Regions from separate parts of the Mus musculus genome. Here region 2 is linked to region 1. The links are chromatin contacts, called in public promoter capture Hi-C maps. All regions are on one chromosome and are shown on one strand. The core of a region is the stretch at or near the end of the contact, and the rest is flanking DNA. Distances in the headings are between cores, read along the strand shown.

Region 1 (2,609 bases), core at 51-2,550:
GCCATTTCGGGGCCAGGCAGACCTCTCTACAGATCCTTTTTTTAATGTCTGAGTGTTTTGCCTGCGTGCATGAATTGGGCTCTTGGAGATCAGAAGAGAGCACTGACTCCTGGAAACAGTAATCATAGACAGGTGTGAACCACCATGTGGGTGCCATGAACCAAATCCTGGTCTGCAGGAACGGCAGCTGTTATTATTGCAGAGCCACCTCAGAGCCTCTCGCTGTATAGCTTGACATAATGGAGAAGCAGCCACTCTTGTCCCTGGTAACGTGAACCACTCGCTCTGAGGGGATAGCGTTTGAGCAGTGATCTCACTGATCACTGATTTGGTGCTGGTGGAAGAGCCATAAAAATCCAAGGTTCCTTGCACGAGGTTGTGTGTGTGAATGGTTCACCATAGAAGGCGCTGCCTTCCATAACTTACATCAACTGGCTATTGGTTTGTGTGAGTGTGAGCACACAGTGGATGTAAGAAAACAACTTTCTGGAGTCAGTTCTGGGAATCAAACTCAGGGCCTCAGGGCCCCAGGCTTGCAGGGCAATGTGTTTTGACCCACAAAACGATCTTTTTTCTCTCTCTTTCTTCTCTCTCTTTCTTCTCTCTCTTTCTTCTTTCTCTTTCTTTCTTTCCGAGACAGGGTTTCTCTGTATAGCTCTGGCTGTCCTGGAACTCACTTTGTAGACCAGGCTGGCCTCGAACTCAGAAATTCGCCTGCCTCTGCCTCCCAAGTGCTAGGATTAAAGGCATGTGCCACCATGCCTGGCTTTCACAAAGCTATCTTGCCAGCCAAGTGCTTTATCATCTGTTAATTGTGGGCTATACACTCTTGCTTTTTTTGTTTTGTTTTGTTTTTTAATTTTAAGGCAAGTTTCACTATGTAGCCCTGGCTGGTCTGGAACTCACAGAGATCCACTGGCCTATGACTCAAGAGTGCTGGGATTAAAAGGGTGCATCACCAGGCCCAACATATATATATTTTTTACTTAAACACTTTTATTTACTTATATATTTATTATGCATATGTGTGTATTTGTGTGTGCATCTGCATGCGGGTACCAAGAGAGACCAAGAGAGAACATTGTGTCCCTTAGAGATGGAATTACACGTGTTTAGTGAGCCACCTGATGTGGGTGGTGCGTCTGGCCGGTGCTCTCAGTGACTGCTAACCAGTGAGCCATCTCACGCACGTTCTTACAGATGCTTGAACCCCGGGTCACACCAACGCTAAGACCCTTCCGCGAGCTGTCGCCAGGGGGCGCGCGCGGGACAGGAAGGAGGCGCTTCGCGCTTTGACCCTCGGCGCCGCCCGTCGCAGAGGTAGCGCGGGAAAGTCTGAGCCGACAGTGGCGCGCCGACCGGGGTTGTCCGCAGTGATGGAGGAGGTGGAGGCTGAGGAGCCGCAGGAGTTCTCTCACCGGCAGGTATAAAATAAATGGGGTCCCAGCAAGGGCAGGACGTGAGGTCCTGGGAGAGGGAAAGGCCCCGAGTCCCTAGCCGGCCTCCGCGTGTGCGCATGCGTCGCTCGGCTGCAAGGAGGGGGTGCGGTCCGCCGAGCCTGCGTCCAGCTCGCCAGAGTCCGGGTGTCCCGGCGCTGTGAGGGTCGGGTGTGGGCGCTACAGAGAGACGATGGGGCTTGGAGGAGCGTTTGCCCAGCATGAGGGAATCTATGGGTTCGAGTCCCAGCACCGCACCTACCGGGCTTGGTGGTGAACGACTGTGACCCCAGCACGGAGCGGGGTGTGTGTGGAAGCGAGAGGCTTAGGGTGGAGGCAGAAGCCAGTTTAGAGTCATTTTCAGCGATATACCGAGTTCGAGGCCAACCGGGATTACGGGAGGCCCTGTCTTAAAGGAGGGCCCGCCCGGTGGTGGCGGCGCAAGTCCTTAATCCCAGACTGAGGCAGGCACATCTCTCAATTGGTCTACAGAGTGAGTTCCAGGACAGCTAAGGCTACACTGAGAAACCCTGTCTCGAAAAACAAAACAAAAACAACAAAACAAAACAAAAACAACAAAACAAAACAAAACAACAAAAGAGGCTGGGGATAGCGCGTGTGAGGGTGAGAGAGATGCAGGAGAGACACACAGACTAATTCAGGGGCTGAGGCAGGAGGATTACGAGTTTTAGATCAGTTAAGTACCTAGAGAGACCCTGTCTCAGGAACAAGCGAGGACAGTGCGTGGGGCTCAGGCCTTTAATTTCAGGAGTCAGAGCGAGCGGTGTGTGTGAGCTTGAGGCTAGCCTGGTTTACATAGTGAGACCTGAGCAGTTCACTAGGACCTGGGAAACGTTGTCTATTCTATGCTGCAGAGCCCGGAGTCAGCCCCTGGCAGGCTGCCCTAGAACCCACCCTCTGGCGTCGGTTGTGATTTCGGGTCCTCTAGTCAGTTAGTCGTGGCCCAAATATAGTTTTCTCCTTTGCAAAGTCGGAATACGGATAACTACTGCACGGGGTGGTGTCAGAGCCAATATTCAGTTGTTTGATGAATCAGAGCTGCCATCTCAGCTGGGAATGATTGTGAGCTCAGGGTTGGGGGTTGCTTCCTTAGGTATCTGCGTCCCATCGGCTGTCTGCCCTGCACTCCTGTTTTAAGAAATTCAGAACCTG
Region 2 (2,609 bases), core at 29-2,528, 200 kb before region 1:
TTAGTTAAGGAATCTTTTTGCTGGTCAGTATTTAATGTCTGGTCTACAGCAGCTGTCTCTGAGCTCAGAAGCCATGTTTGTCCCAGCTGCAGCAGGTACTGTTGGCCTGCCGACTCTTGAGGGCTATTTGTCCTTAATATTCTGTCAGTTTAATTCATCACAGTGGCAAGACGTACGCCGTTGACAAATGTCACCGTCTTCTCTCTCTTCAGTAAGTAGATTAGAACAACACGTGCCTGACTGTTGGGGACTTGAGAAGTTTATGGGGAAATGTGGACATGAGGCTTCCCAGCCACAGTGACAGGACAGCGAGGGCCTCTGTCCTCTCCCTGCTTCTCAGTGACTTTGGAGTGATGCTCTAAGAGAAAGTGTCTCTTTCCAGAAGACTTCTGTGGGCGTTCATCTCTATGCAATCAGACCACTCCATTATAGGGGTTTTCAGATCAATGGCGGGGGAGATGTTTGATTCCAATGCTTTCTCTAGCTTTGTGCTGCAGCTCAGCACAATTCAGGGGTGCTTTGCAGATTGAGCAGCCCATTCCCACTGGGGTAGGAGCTTCTGGGCCTGGACTTTGCAGCAGCTTGGACCGTCCTGTTGTCCTTCATTTCCTAGGAGCTTGGTCCCCGATTAGCAGCCATGCTGAACTTTAACCTGCAGCAGCTCTGCGGACCCAAGTGCCGGGACCTGAAAGTTGAAAACCCAGAGAAGTATGGTTTTGAGCCAAAGAAGCTGTTGGACCAACTGACAGATATTTATTTACAATTGGACTGTGCTCGCTTTGCTAAAGCCATCGCCGATGACCAGGTGAGCACTGAGGAGGCCCATCTCATCAGGAGGCCTGGCACTGAGCCGTGTGGTTGGCATCTGTGGTCTGCACCTTCACAGCAGACCTTGTGCGTGTGTGTGTTGTCGTCCCCCTCCACCCTGTGCGTGTGTGTGTGTGTGTGTGTGTACTCCACACCTCAAAAGAGGTTAAAGCAGGAATTTTAAAGTCTCGTTTTCAGAAGTTGTTAATGCAGTGAACATGAAGTCGAGGACCACAGCTGGTCCAGGAGAAGAACTGATGCTTCCTTGGGAGAATAGAGCAGAGCTGGCCCCCTAATCCCTCAGACCCCCAAACAGATTCTGTTTCCAAACTCTGTTTGCTGTGTCAGGAAATTGCAGGTCTTCCCAAGCGCCCTGCTTACCAGCTGCCATGAATACATGGCCTTCAAGCCAACGCCTGCCTCCTCTCCTTTATCCAAGAGCCTTGGGGGTCAGGTCAGCTCATGTACCACAGCCTCCAGTACAGGCCTTCCCTCTGTGATGTCACAGAAGGGGATCCTGTTGACTGTCCTGGTGGCACAAGCCTGTATCCCAAATACTCAGGGGGCTGGAAACAGGTTGGTCACAAGTTCAAGGCTAACCTGGACTTAACTGAGACCATCCATGAAAACAAAATTGAGCTAGGAGTATAGTTCAGCGGTAGAGCACCTGAACTTGCAAAGTTCTAGGCTCAACCCTTAGTCCAGCCGGAGACTTTTGCAGAGAAAAAGGAAAGGGTTCCTCCCCTCCATGGTCTCTGAGCATCTTTCTTCCCAGGTCTTTTGCCATAATGTCTCGTGTAGACTAGGCTAGCCTTTGAACTCCTGATCTCAAACTCTCCTCTTGAGTACATTGATGTGTGCTACCATGCCTGACATCTGGGCAGCTCTGCAGCACAGTAATGCTTCGTGTTTACTGTATACCGCTCTGACCACTCATTTGATAAGCATGAATTCTATGGCACAGCTTCTACTAAACCCTTTGTTTTAAAGTAAGGAACACAGGGCACAGAGGAGCTTAGTGGCGTGTCCAGGCTCAGAAAGTATGGTATAGAGGGAGAATGTGTGACTGGCAGTCAAACCCTGTACCCATATTCTCACCATCTCCCTAAATGTTCAGAGTGTGGTATATTGCTTCCCATGTCACTATCTTTGTATGCACAGCATATGTTACCCATCCTCAGAACTCTCCAAAGGTCACTGCCTATAGCTAATTCAAAGGAGCAATGTTAAAACACAAGAGTTGTATATATACTCTTGTTTTCTTAGTTTGGTTTGGTTTGGTTTTTTTTTTTTTTTTGAGACAGGCTAGCCTTGAACCCAGGATCCTTTAGTGTCAGCCTCCCAAGTGCTAGAATCGCAGGTATGTGTTGATCATACACTGCCTTTTTTTTTTTTTTAAGATTTATTTATTATTTGTAAGTATACTGTAGCTGTCTTCAGACACCCCAGAAGAGGGTGCCAGATCTTGTTATGAATGGTTGTGAGCCACCATGTGGTTTCCGGGAATTGAACTCAGGACCTTTGGAAGAGCAGTCAGTGCTCTTAACCACTGAGCCATCTTTCCAGCCCATACACTGTCTTTTCAACTACAACTTTATCGCACAATTATTAATGTATCGATGCTTCTTGTTGTTTCTTACTGTTTGGGACACTGTCTCGCTGTGTAGCCGGCCGGCTGCCTCCCCAGTGCTGGGGTTCCAGGCGTGGACAGGGGAGTGGAGCGGGGATATGCAGAGGAAGCAGGCCTGTGTGGTTATTTAGAAATGGAAGCTTTAAAATGCAGTGCTCGGGGGAAAGGGACA

What was found. Capture Hi-C pulls out chosen DNA fragments and counts their contacts.
Region 2: a promoter capture Hi-C map of pancreatic islet shows a contact between it and region 1. The contact joins the promoter of Ube4bos3 here to the promoter of Cenps in region 1. A contact is called at or near these places in 8 of 39 promoter capture datasets (the 3T3-L1 cell line, the C10 cell line, the HPC-7 cell line and 4 more), 3 of 15 datasets of contacts at CTCF or cohesin (embryonic stem cells, large pre-B cells and pro-B cells), 52 of 484 Hi-C or Micro-C datasets (B cells, the C2C12 cell line, CD4 T cells and 28 more), 3 of 115 datasets of contacts at active chromatin or transcription factors (embryonic stem cells and memory CD8 T cells) and 4 of 9 other capture datasets (adipose tissue, embryonic stem cells, liver and 1 more).

Annotation. Positions count from the first base shown.
Region 1 is chr4:149,136,291-149,138,899 of GRCm38.p6, reverse strand. It overlaps Cenps (centromere protein S), which reads left to right and starts at 1,300. Exons shown (of 5, transcript NM_027263.2): 1 at 1,300-1,424. The coding sequence starts at 1,377.
Region 2 is chr4:149,333,308-149,335,916 of GRCm38.p6, reverse strand. Ube4bos3 (ubiquitination factor E4B, opposite strand 3) reads right to left here and starts at 1,278. Exons shown (of 2, transcript NR_131918.1): 1 at 1,189-1,278; 2 at 5-685. It overlaps Ube4b (ubiquitination factor E4B), which reads left to right. Exons shown (of 27, transcript NM_022022.3): 24 at 614-805.